Linked DNA regions of Mus musculus: all the other regions are linked to region 1. Evidence: chromatin contacts called from public Hi-C and promoter capture Hi-C data. All regions are on one chromosome and are shown on one strand. The core of a region is the stretch at or near the end of the contact, and the rest is flanking DNA. Distances in the headings are between cores, read along the strand shown. Region 1 holds the start of Traf2 (TNF receptor-associated factor 2). Region 2 holds the start of Surf4 (surfeit gene 4). Region 3 holds the start of Snhg7os (a long non-coding RNA gene).

Region 1 (4,175 bases), core at 1,089-3,588:
AGATGGCCCAGCTGGTAATGCCATAAAGTGATAGTAGGTACACAGCACAGAATCTGTTTGTGCAACACAACTGTCCAGCCTGTCACAAACTCACCTCCTCTCACAACCCATGCCCTGTGCTCTAATTGAGCACGGCAACCCTAAGACTATGTCCAGGTTCCAAATCCTTGACTTTCTTTAGCTGAACCATCCACCAAAATTACAACCTGCCCCAAATACTAACTCCACTGCCCACCTGGGTCCCAGATCCTAGATGCAGCAGCCACCGTGTCTCCTCCTCTATGGACATGAACAGGGCGAGCACACTACAATTATGAGATGGATGTCCAGTGTGGCATCCAAGCTGTCTCCAACCCTCTATGTAAAGGGGGCAAGGCCAGTACACAGGGACAGATGTTCAGCATAAGCCTGGAAGCCGCACAGCCCATCCTTGGCATAATCTGGAGGATCTATGGACAACTCTTTCTAGATTTTTCTTTCTTCTCCAGGTCATCCTGTCCATGCCTGTAAAAGCTCCCACCCCATGAAACCCACCTGCCAAGCTACACTGACAATCCATGTAGCAACCACATGGGAAGTGGAGGCCTGACACCCCACTGTCAAGAAGGAAACCCCAAACCAACTCTCAGAAAACAGTAGTGAGAGGAGAGGCAGGAAGCATCTCCTTCTTGGAAGAAGGTTTTCTCCAAGTTGGCTGCTGCCATGTCCTCTGTGCTGTCCAGCCTGCTGCTACTTCATGGGTGCAGGAGGAACCACAGCAGGGATTCCCAGAGAGCTCTGACTGGAAGTGCTCAGTGTGCTGCAGCCCAGGAGCCAGTGAGACTAGGTTATGAATGCACATGGCCCTTGCTCAGGTGTGTGGACATAGTGGAGAATCTCCTGAGGAGCCCATGGTGACTGGCAAACAGGAGAAGAGTAACAGGGTTCCAGGCAGCCTGTATTGTCAGAGAATAGTCAGTTTAGGTACGGACTAGAGGGTCCCAGGGAAAAAAACAGCCAACAGGTAAACACCTCACAGACCTGCTAGGCAGGCAAGGAGCCACCAGTTCAGACCAGAGACACAACTGCTGACAGCACTCAGCCTTCCAGATGTACACACAAGGCTTGATAAAAAACAACCCTTCCTTCAGCTTTTAAAACTCAAGTATTTATAAATCCATCATTAAGTATTCAGCAATAAAGTTAATTTTTAAGACTTAAACATCAATTTGAGATTGCTTGGGGTCTCCACCTGATAACAGTTAACTTTGGGTCACTAAATACCACCTTTCTCAGTCAGTTACGCAGGCAGGAAGGGGCCGTGGTGGCAAGGTCAACTGTGACTTCTCTGGGGGACTGGTAGCCAAGCTAGTGAGTTGCACACAAGACAATGATGACATTGCATTGTGTCCACGGAGCTGAAAGTTTGTTTCTCCGATTTTGGGGCCCGCTGGGAGTACGTCTGTGAGTTCTAATCAATCTCATGTCCTTTCCACCTACTCAGGGCTTCAAGTCCATCATGTGGAATATACACTAGGTCCAACCTCCATTAGGCAGGCGTCAGGAGGTTAAGGGCCCTGGGATCAGTCTCCACACCCTGACACATATGCATCTATCCCATCAACATAGTTTCCAGGGCGGTGGTGGCGCAGGCCCTTTAATCCCAGCACTCAGTAGTTCGAGGCCAGACTACTTTACAAAAAGCAAGATAGTTTCCAGAGAAACAGAGGTTCTGAGGGGCAGAAAGGTGAGATCTGAAAAAATAAAGGAGGACAGGGAAGGTAAACCACCAACAGGGAAGAGGCCTTATGGGGGAGGTGGTGTCCGTGATTTGTGTAGCCGGGTGTCAGAAAAGGCGACGTAAATTTGGCAGACCAAATTTGACTGCCCCATCCAAAAAGCATAAGTGGGTGGGAGGTGAGCGGTAAAAGTGGCCTGGGAGACCAGGTATTCGCTCAAGGCCAGTAAGGGCAAGTGGGGCTCGTGGGTCCCTCGGGCGCGATGCCGGACCGAGATCTGGGGCAGGGACCGTACTGCTGTAACCCCGAGCCACCGCGGTAGGCGCGCAGCCAAGCACCGCTGCGGACGTCGCGAACTTTTCCGGCCCCCCTCCCGCGACTTTCAGTTTCCGGCTCCGCGGCTCCGAAAAGTCTACCCACCCACCTCACCCAGACAGCGGCGGCCCCGCATCTGACCCCCAACCGCCACTCCCACCCCGCGCCTGACCCCAGCCCGGCCGCCGCTGAGAGTAGACCCCCCGCTTAGATCCGCGCCGCCTCACCCAACGGTCTTCGCGCGCCCGGAACTCAGCGCTCGCCGGGAAACACCCCCGCTGCCGCGGCCCGCCCCGTCTGACGGACAGACGCACGCGCCTACCAGGAGCTCACAGGGAGCAGCAGCGGCCGTCGATTTGTCAAATAGGCCGCCTTGACTCTGCCCGCTGACAGACGGAAGCAGGAACCTACCAGGAACGAGCACGGAACCGCAGAGAGCGGTGATTAGTCAGAGCGGCGCAGGGGGTGGGGGCTAAGCCGGTTTCTCCGGTTCCTAGCAAGGTTGTTGAGGAAGCTGCCTTGAGCCTCTCTTCGTGGACGTCAGTCACTTGCAGTCACTTGCCACCAAATGTAACTCGAGTTCGAGCCCTGGGTCCACATCGTGGAAAGAGAGCAGGGGTTTATGCATTATTTAGTCATACACACAAATAGACGAATAAGTGTAATTTAAAAGTTTAAAGAGTTAACATTTCAATGAATATTTGCGAACAAAGAAGTGTAGACAAAAGGGTATACTGTGGAACAAACTGACATACTACAGCTTCCGCGACGAGATTTTTTTCCATCTGTTGTGGGAGAGGTTGCAAGGATGAAAGGCAGGTACAAGGGGAGGGGGAGATGGGTGGGATGGGGTGCATGATGTGAAATGCACAATGAACCAATAAAAAGGTTTTTAAAAAAGTTTGAAGGATTCATCAAGAGCACCTTCAACCACATGAACAGGGAAATGTCCCCCAAGAAAGCTTATGTTTGGAGACTTGAGTCTACGTCAACATGTAGATTTGTACACCTCTGACAATTGTCTATTCTCATCTCTGCAGTCCTGTTAAAAAGGTATTTTAAAAAAATTATAAGTATGTATGTCTGTGCACATGAGTGAAGTATCCAGGGATTCCATACAAAGAGGCCATTGTATCCCTTAGAGCAAAAGTTATAGGCTCAGGGCTGAAGAGATGGTTTAGTGGCTAAGAGTACCGACAGCTCTTCCAGAGGTCCTGAGTTCAATTCCCAGTAACTACATGATGGCTCACAACCATCTGTAATGGGATCGGATGCCCTCTTCTGATGTGTGTCTGAAGACAGCTACAGTGTACTCATAAAATAAATAAATAAATCTTAAAAAAAAAAAAAAAGTTACAGGCTCTTGTGAGCTGGGACCCAAACCAAACTTCAGAACTCTGAGAGAGCTCTTAACTCCTGAGTCATCTCTTCCTGCAAAAAAGAAAAAAAATATATATATATGCTGACACATATCTCTATATATCTCTAGACATCACACACACACACACACACACACACACACACACACACACACGCTACACACATAACCACATATAAACAACACCATACACATATATGTATATACACACAAAGTATTTAGAGCTCACCATCAGGGGTGTCCAACCCACAGCATGTATCCCAGGATAGCATCCCAACATTTGTAGCTGTTATATCACAGTGTGGAAGGATGGACACCTCTGCACTCTACCCTCTGTGTCTTGCCTGCATTCATTCTGTAACTGACTTTAAGAGATACTTATGCTCTTCTCTTTGGCAACCAGTCTCTTGAAACAATGTACCCCAGGAAATTTAATTATTCTCCAGGAGTCTCAGAAGGAGAAAGAAGGCTGAAGCCTGGGGCCAACCGAGGAAGAAACTTGTCTCCTGGGAAGAGATGTGCAGCTTCAGGCCATCTTGCAGGCTAGCCGAGCTCAGACAATGATGGGTCAGTGATGGACAGGACCACACCTTGACCCAGCCTACTTAGTGATGCATACCTCCAGCCTCTACTTGAAGTTAATTACTTCATCCAGGAGCTGGAAGGTAGATATGGTGAAGGCTGTGTCATTGAATCTCTTTGTTTTTCTTTCTAGTATGGATACATTGAATAGATCTTTTCTGCTTTTCACTGGTAAAGTTCAC
Region 2 (4,175 bases), core at 557-3,056, 1.4 Mb after region 1:
GATGAATATCCAACACAAAAGCTCCCAGGACTGGTCACACTGAGGCCACTGGAAGGCTCCCTGATGCCTGACACTGGATCAGAAGAGCAGGAGTCACATCTCAGAAGCTCCTGTGGTATCCTCTGCTAACTTCCAGGTGGACTCTGAGGCTAATCCCTTAAGAAGGAACCTTCATTGGGAATTTTGGTTTTAAGCAGCAGGCCATCTACAGTACGGGCATCTTTCCACTGATGTGTAGCTGAAATCTAACTCCAGACCTGAGATGCCCTGGACACCAAGCAGTAGGAGACCCAGGGTTTCCTCCTGGGTGGTGGACACTGGCAAGTCCAGGAGCCCAAGCCAGTTACTTAGTGGGAGTGGCTACTGTATTCCCCACAAAAGCCTGTCCAGTCCCAAGATTTGGCTTCTTTCATTTAAATCAAAACAAAGTACATGGAGGACTTCATAAAAGATGAACTCTTTCTCCAGTTGAAATCTATCATTAGATAGTTGGCAGCTTCTTGGAGATAATTCATCTGATCTGGGTTGTGAAATCCACTTGCAAAATGGTGGGTTTTCCAGCTGAAGATCCTGAGGTGAGCCGCTCACAAACTTGGCTATGAAGCCATCTTCTTAGAGAGCTGCTACTCAGGAAGATAAAACTGGGTCACTGAGAATTATGTCAACGAAACCCATCACAAGAGGAAGACCTTGGTCCATACAATTTTAAAATTATGTATTTAATGCAAAATCGTGGCATTAGAAACTTTTCCAAAAGGGGTAGAAATGCCTTTAAAAAGATCAGCTCACAGGAAAATGGTTCAACAGAACTGAAGGTGAACATGGGGAGGTGACACCCCTCAAAAGGAGGGGTAGAGAAGCTCATTTGAAGATGGTCACACACACCCAACCTTCGAGTACTCTAGGCCAAAAAATGCCTCCTCGTATCACCGACAGCCACGAACACACTAAGTGAACCAAAACTGGCTGGCGGGTGGGCCCCGGCACCATTCAGCCTCCAGGGCTAGTTCAGGTTATATTATGACTTCGCAGATCTAACGGGACAATTTCAGAAGTCAAAGCCTCACACTCACACAACTCCCACCCCATCCGTCGAACTTAATTGTAAAAAGTGGTGCCACCTGCGCCTCTCTCCGGCTCTAACCCTGCCCAGCTAGTCGCTCGGGCCCAGACTCATCCCAGGCCTTCCCTGCGGTTCACAAGCCACCTGTACACTTGGGAAGGCGAGCCAAGGGGCAGGCTCCTCTCCTTCGGCAGCGTGGACCCAGATCGGGCAACCGGAGCAGAGTCCACGCAAAGAAGGAAGGGCCAGGACGGTCCTGGACAAGGGCGGAGGGGCCACGCAGCGGGGCGCACAGAGTACCCCCTTCCCCAGAGGTCCCCAAGGAGCCGCCGCGGTTCAGAGGGCAGAGGGCACAGAGCAGCACCGCGGGCCCCGGGAGCCTCCCTGGCCGCCACCCCCAACCCCCCGCCCAGCCTCCCCTCGGATTTCTCCGTAGAGCTAGGCAGGACGGCGAGGACGGGCGTCCGTGGGGCCGTGACGGCCAGCGGGCTGTGGGGCAGGCCGCACCTGGTCGGCGAAGTCCTCGGCCGTGCCCATCAGGTCGTTCTGTCCCATGGCGGCGGCGGAAGGCTCAGCTGGCAGGTCCTGGGCGCTCGCGCCTGCTGCGGCCTCCACAGGAAGTACCCGGCGGCCGGCCTCGCTGAGCCGCGGCTGCTCTAGCGGCTGCCACGTAGGCCAAGCCTTAAAGGGACCGCGCCTCCCGCCGCGCCCCGCCCCGCCTGCCGCGCGCCCTCACGCTCCAGGCCCCGCCCGCCACGCTCGAGGAGCCTGGCGCCGGCGCACCGCCCTTCACGAACAGGCCCCGCCTCCGCCGCGCGCCCTTCACAGGTAGACCCCGCCCCCACACCCCAGGCCCCGCCCCTCCAGCCCCTACGGACCACCCCTAGCCCTTCAGCCTCTAGAACCCGAAGCGCTGACCACTTTCCACCCTCACCAAGCAGCAGGTCCCGCCCACCGTGCTGGTAGACTTCCTGCCACCTGTGTCTCCCGCCCGTAGTACTTGCGGCCCCGCCTGCCGCGTCGTCAGTCTCTGCCCCGCCCTCCACCCTACCCAACACACCGGGGCCCTGCCCTTCGTCCGAAACACGGCTCCCTATTCTCTGTGGCTTCTTTAAGGGGCATAGTACGAGTATGCCATGTACGAGCCAAAGTGCTAAGCAGACACGCCCCGGGTTGAGGGTTATGGAAGGCAGGTGGAGGGGCTGAGGAGGTGGGGTGGGCACACGGAGCAGTCACTACCGAGCATGCTCAAACGAGGGTTCGACTACCGGCCTGGCTCGAGGGCTTTGCCCGGTAGTAGGACAGTGAGGCAGTGTCTCCACGAGATACCATGGAAAAATATCAGGTGCTGAGATGCCCCCACAACCAAGGTCCAGTGTCCTTGGGCAGCGGGACAGGTCCGAGGGCCACACAGCCAGGCCCAGCCTCCATCACAGGGTGACCCTATGATCCCCGCATGTTTCCTCCTCCGAGTTCTCCTCCTTTGAGTCCTCCCAGGGCCTCAGTTTCCCTCTAAAATGATGACCAACCCCCAAGTCTGACCACTGGTTGGAGAATGGTGCACGTGCCCTTCCCCTTCCCTCCATGTATGGGGTCTTTAAAGGCAGAACCTGAGTGGTTGTTTTTTTAATCGCTTTTTTCCTCACATGTCAGCCTCATTAATTGTTAGACTCGGCTTATAAAAGCTTCAGTTTCGCTCATTTTCTTTTCCTCTTTTCCAGTATTCTTTGAGAGAAGGCTTACATGCGTTAGCCAAGCAAATGCACTTCTGATGGCCAGAAATGTTTAGAGAAAAACAAAAAACAAACCACTGCTCACTACCTGGGCTGAGCTCCAACGGACACCCTGTATTCCCTGTATGCTAATTATCCTTCCCGTACTGCCTACATATCTTGTCCCCTACCCCACGCTGACAGTGGCCTCTGTACTCAGGCCTCAGCCACCTTCTACCTGACAGCACTGATCTTGTAGAGTTCTGGCTTACAGACCAGTTCTGAAGGTGTGGCTTCAAAGATGAGCTCTGGCTCAGACCCCAGTCCCACAGCCACAGGCAAGGACCTTGCTCCTAGGCCCCAGTATCTATCTCTCAAGTGAATTGTAGGCAGCACCAGTGCAGGTTACAGAGGATGGCTGGGAAGCACTTCCTTCAGTACTGTGCCCTAGACGAAGCTATGACTGCACCAGTTACACAAATCACAGGCCTTGTTTGGATGTTCATTTTGGCGAAGGGTACTAGATGGGGTATCACTAGGGTTAAGAGCCACTTCTGCCCCCAGCCCCACCCCCCAACTGTCTCTTACCTATAAGGCTGCCCCTGTAGGCTTGGGGAAGGCCATAGGCTATAAAATAAGAGTTCCAGAATGGGCTTCGAGGGAAATTGTATTGGCCCCACCCTGGAAGGCTTCTCAATCCATCACCTAAGGCCATTTCCTCTACAACAAAATTGAGAGAAGAAGCCATACTTGGGGGTGGAGTGTGGAACCATCACATGTAGGAAGTAGAGAATAATGTGACGTTCTCAAAGTCTCTCTCTTCCTTGAGGATAGCTATTGCAAATGCTGAATCCTGGAGCCTTAGGGGTGAACCTGGTGGTGGAAGAACTGGAAACTGAAACCAAGTTCTTGATAAAGCAGGTAAGGTGCAGAGCCCCTTGCTCCCAAGTTACAGAGGTCTCTCAGACTCCAGAAATCCCCAGACAAGCCCCGTTGAGGCAAGTTGTAGCCTGAGACTTCTGGAGTTCTCTCTTATTCCTCTCACTCTGGTGCTAACCACACACTAACCACAATGCTCACCCACATGCCTGCGGTCATCTCACTGAACCCATCAACCCTGCCAACCCAGAACAAAAACCCCAATCTCACAGCCAAAGATGGTGAGACTCAGGAGTCCCATCCTCACCCAGGTTGCAGTTTCCCAAAGGACTGGAATTTAATAAGGGGTACAAGTCTCTTCTTTCTTTCTTTCTTTCTTTCTTCCTTCCTTTCTTTCTTTCTTTCTTTCTTCCTTTCTTTCTTTCTTTCTTTTTTTTTTTTTTTTTTTTTTTTTTTTGGTTTTTCGAGAGACAGGGTTTCTCTGTATAGCCCTAGCTGTCCTGGAACTCACTCTGTAGACC
Region 3 (4,175 bases), core at 806-3,305, 1.1 Mb after region 1:
TAGCCTGCTGCACATATTAGGGCGACTAAACTCTCAGAAGGAAAGCACGGTACATCTTCGTTACGATCGTCAGGAGACGCAGTCTTCCCGGTAGCCGGCCAAGGGTATATAGGGTCATCCGCGGCGTCCCAACGGTAACAATGGCGATACAAACATAGAGCCGCCATGGCTGCCGAGAGGCCGAGCATCTCCACGCCACGTCCTTTATAGTACTGACTACGGCAGCCCGCGAGGGACTTTCACTGTCCTCCGAGTGCCGCGCCCTCTAGTGGCTCCTTCGCTCCTCGCCGGCGCTTCTCATAGCCCAGTCGGTTAGAGGCTCATGGGACTCTGTACTGCTTGATCCTAGATCCTGCCTTTCCAAGCAGAACTCAGAGACTTATTTCGAGTGTTACCAAGCTCACAGGACTTTTCAAACGACCCATGAAGTCCTGCGCCTTCTTACGAAACTCCTCGTTTTTGGTGGGGGCAGCCTTGCTCTCCCTGTTCTTAGTGATACTAAAGCTTCCACGCAAAGAGGAAAGGCCAGCTCTGACGAACCAGAATTTAGGAGGCAAGGAGGTGACCAGTTGTTTCCTCTTTTACAAGGACGCTTTGGGGATGAGTCAGGAGGGAGCTCCAGGGAGTTCATGGATTCCAGATGTTTCTAACTAGCCCCGCCTGTGGGGTTGTCTGTGGATCTGAGGCACACAGCAGCTTTTAGAAGGTTGGCTGTCCTCTGCTTCAGGACAGTGCTGGAAGACAAATAATACACTCTGACTACTTGCTGTGTTGTGTCCCGCACAAGTACAGATTTGTCTTTTAAGTCCTGAAACTGATGAGGGCTCCCAGGTGATGGGGTGAATTGTGGGCCTGGGGACACACCATTGAGCACTCTTCTTTTACTGGTGGGCCAGCCCAGCCACACTTGTTAATAGTCCCAAGTTCTTGAACCCTTATATTGCCTGCCTGTCTGCCTTCCCACCTCCCTCTCTCCCTTCCTCCTTCCTGTTTTTTGATACGATGTCTCATATAGCCTAGGCTTCAAACTTGCTATGTAGTTGAAGATAAGTTGAACTTCTGATCCTCCTGCCCCTAACTTCTAACAACTAGATTTTGAGGGGTGAACTGTTATGCGTGGCCCAAAGCCTTGAAACTGGAGTTACAGATGGTTTTGAGTCGTCATGTGGATGCTAGAAATCAAACCTGGTTCACTAAGGAGCGGGCTCTTATCTTAGCCTCACGACTTGTTACCAGTCACTTTTTGTCTTAGTGATCTGTCTTAATTTCCTTTTCTGTAGCTGTGATAAAATACCAAGACAGAAGCAGGTTAAGCAGAAAGTGTTTGGGCTGCAGTTTGAGGTTGCAGTTTAGCATGACAGGGAAGTAACAGCAGTAGGCTTGAAGCAACTGGCCCACATGGCAGGTCAAGGATTAGAGAGTGATGAATGCTGGTCCTCAGATAACCCCTTCTATACTCCAGGATCCGAGCTAGGCCAGAGAATGGTGCCACACAGAAGGAGTTGGTCTTTCCATCTCAATTAACCTAATCAAGATAAGCCCTCCCGTACACCCAGAGGTTCACCTCATGGGTGATTTTAGATCTTATCAAATTGCAAATTGAGATGAACAGTCCCGATCCCTGACCAAAGCAACTTAAAGAAGGAAGAAATATTTGGCTTATAGTTCAAGGGAATACAGTACCGTCATGAGGCAGCAGGCATGGCAGTAGGGCTAGGAGGCAGCTGACCACACAGACCCTACAGTCAGGAAGCAGAGAGCGAGAACGAGTGCCAGAGGCAGTCATGAGGTTAATTGCACAAATTAGCTCCTCTATTCACATTGATCCAAACAAAACTGCAATCTCCTGGACAGAGGGGTGTGGACAATGATTTTGGTGTGGATAGTGGAAGGCAGGATTCTGCTTCCAGAGCAATTCTGCATGTCAGAAAGTTGGAGCAGCAGCAGAGGTAGCAGCTTCAGCAGAGGTAGCAGCTGCGGCAGTGGCAGCAGTGGCAGCAGCAGCAGCACTGGCACCGGCACTGGCAGAGGCAGCGGCAGTGGCAGCAGTGGCAGCAGTGGCGGCAGCAGCAGCAGCACAAGGAGCTGCTAGGCTAGAAGCACAGAGCTGAGCTGAGGCCATGCATCTTTTCACACTCACTGCAGGGCTGGGCCTGCTCTCTGTGGTTCGAGCCACGATGCCTCCTCTGACTCCTGCCAGTCCTGAGGAGGTGATGGCCCTGGGGAGGGAGGACTGAGGGTAGCAACTGGCTTCCAAGCTCAGACCTTGGACTGGGTGTGTCTCAGGCCTGCAGATGGAAGCCACAGGTGATGTTGAAAAAAATACCTCTCTTACGTGCTTGGTGGGATCTTCTCAGGTGGGAGTGGGGCTTGAGCAGGTGTTCCAGGCCATGGTCATGTCTTTCTTCTCACTGTGTGCACTTAGAGACTAAGAGGCTGCTGGGGGACAGGGGAGGCTTGCTAGATGGACGCTGTCCTGGCTCTAGCTGGACTCCCAAGAATAGCCTGCCTTCCTTCCTTCCTTCCTTCCTTCCTTCCTTCCTTCCTTCCTTCCTTCCTTCCTTCCTTTCTCTCAGTGTGTGTGTGTGTGTGTGTGTGTGTGTGTGTGTGCTTCAGAGACACTTCTTATATTCTTCCAATGAGTTGATTTCAGATTTCATCCTGGGTAAGGCCCCTGTGACTGTTGTGTATCTGGGAGACAGAGCCAACTTCCTAATGATTTCAGGAGAAACTGAGAAGTCTGTTCCTTGCCACACCTCAGCACTTTGACTGTAGACAGTGAAGCAGACCGTGGTCAGTCGGTACAGTCATGGTTCTCTCAGGTCACCTCCTCAGCCATGTCCATTCTGCCCTGTCCTCCGGCTCAGCTCCCTGAAGTGAAAGGTCAACCTGTCCTCCAGATCACCTTTCTCAGTTCCCTCTGGATGCCTGTGCAGGGTCTGTGGTCAGGGCTCTTCCCAGGAAGTGTTTCTCCTAGGACGCCTGTGCCCTGTCTGCTTGGTTCTACCTACTGCTGCTGTTGGTGAGAGACAGCCATGGTCAGGACTCCTCCTGACATCCCGGCATCCCGGACCCTTCCATCTTGCACTGAGACCTGACTGCATTCTCCTCCTGCCTCTCACCCACCGTCTTCCAGATTCCCTTCTCCCTGCAACTGTGTGCACTTGTGACCTCCAACTGCAGATCTTGGGAAAGGGGTACATAAGGTGCTGGGCAGGAGACTTGCCTATTCCTGAGTCGAGATGGAAAGACCCGCTGCCTCCCTTCACCTTTGAGAGAAACAGTCTTGATGAGTTGGAGTTCAGGATGAACCTGACGTGAGTGGTCTCTGCGGAGGTAATGTCTGCTGCTGCTGCCAAACAGTTCTAAGTGTGACTAAGCACAGACTGCCTCACCTCTAGTAGTCACTGAGGAATGCAGCATTTTCTGTGTTGCCTGGGCAACACACCAGGTGACCTCTTCATGAGGTCAGAGATCTAACTTGCTGTGGTCTATGCCCATGCTGAATAGGGTGAGAGGATCTCTTGCACAGGATTGCTTGCTTCAGGAGAGGCCAGCATGGGTCCCAGAAATAAGAATGGGGAAGAACTAGGTGCCCTGGGGAGAGCCATACTTGGACCCTGTGTTCTAGGAAACCCATTGGCTGTATTCAGTACAAGCTGCCTCTGTATGAGGGAGAGGACCCTGGTATGTTCCTCACAGGTGAGTATCTGGGTTCCAATTCTTATTTCAGTAAAGGCCCAGGGGGAGATGGACTTCTCACATCACAGGTATTGTCCACAGGGTGGAGGCATGTCATCTACATCCATTTCCTGCCTGGGAAGGAGTCTGCCATTGCCTACTTCAGGGGCAACATGAACTATCAGTACTACCAGCTGCTGCTGCTCATGGGTGAGCTCCACTCTTTGTCTTTTAGCATGGACTCCTGGGGACAGACATGGACTAGGCCCATGTTTAGAAAAACAGAAGTCTGGTTTGCTTCATTCTACTCCTGGGGAGCCTCTCCTGCACTTCCTGAAGTCACCAGGAGGGGGGTGTGTAAGCCCTTGGCCTCTTTTACCTTCAGTCTTACATGAACAATCCTAGTGTCAGAGATCCCACATACTCCTGACCCACCCTGCCCTTGGCTACTCTGTCCCCCATGAGTCAGCGTTTTTATGATCCTGCTCTGAACA

What was found. Promoter capture Hi-C pulls out the DNA fragments that hold promoters and counts their contacts. Hi-C and Micro-C count contacts between places; a contact is called where the count stands out from the background.
Region 2: a Hi-C map of B cells shows a contact between it and region 1, with 11 read pairs. The contact joins the promoter of Surf4 here to the promoter of Traf2 in region 1. A contact is called at or near these places in 2 of 39 promoter capture datasets (liver and pre-B cells) and 1 of 484 Hi-C or Micro-C datasets (B cells).
Region 3: a contact with region 1 is called in a promoter capture Hi-C map of pre-B cells, with 4 times the contacts expected there. The contact joins the promoter of Snhg7os here to the promoter of Traf2 in region 1. A contact is called at or near these places in 2 of 39 promoter capture datasets (liver and pre-B cells).

Annotation. Positions count from the first base shown.
Region 1 is chr2:25,544,602-25,548,776 of GRCm38.p6, forward strand. It overlaps Traf2 (TNF receptor-associated factor 2), which reads right to left and starts at 2,339. Exons shown (of 11, transcript NM_009422.3): 1 at 2,261-2,339. Gm35476 (a long non-coding RNA gene) reads right to left here. Exons shown (of 4, transcript XR_866044.3): 4 at 3,324-3,464.
Region 2 is chr2:26,931,705-26,935,879 of GRCm38.p6, forward strand. Surf4 (surfeit gene 4) reads right to left here and starts at 1,807. Exons shown (of 6, transcript NM_011512.3): 1 at 1,571-1,807. The coding sequence starts at 1,618. It overlaps Stkld1 (serine/threonine kinase-like domain containing 1), which reads left to right and starts at 2,352. Exons shown (of 19, transcript NM_001379463.1): 1 at 2,352-2,408; 2 at 3,610-3,696. The coding sequence starts at 2,394. Gm36591 (a long non-coding RNA gene) reads right to left here and starts at 1,564. Exons shown (of 2, transcript XR_374179.1): 1 at 1-1,564.
Region 3 is chr2:26,640,066-26,644,240 of GRCm38.p6, forward strand. Snhg7os (a long non-coding RNA gene) reads left to right here and starts at 2,056. Exons shown (of 4, transcript XR_003953776.1): 1 at 2,056-3,317; 2 at 3,632-3,702; 3 at 3,784-3,891. Snhg7 (small nucleolar RNA host gene 7) reads right to left here and starts at 179. Exons shown (of 4, transcript NR_024068.2): 1 at 1-179.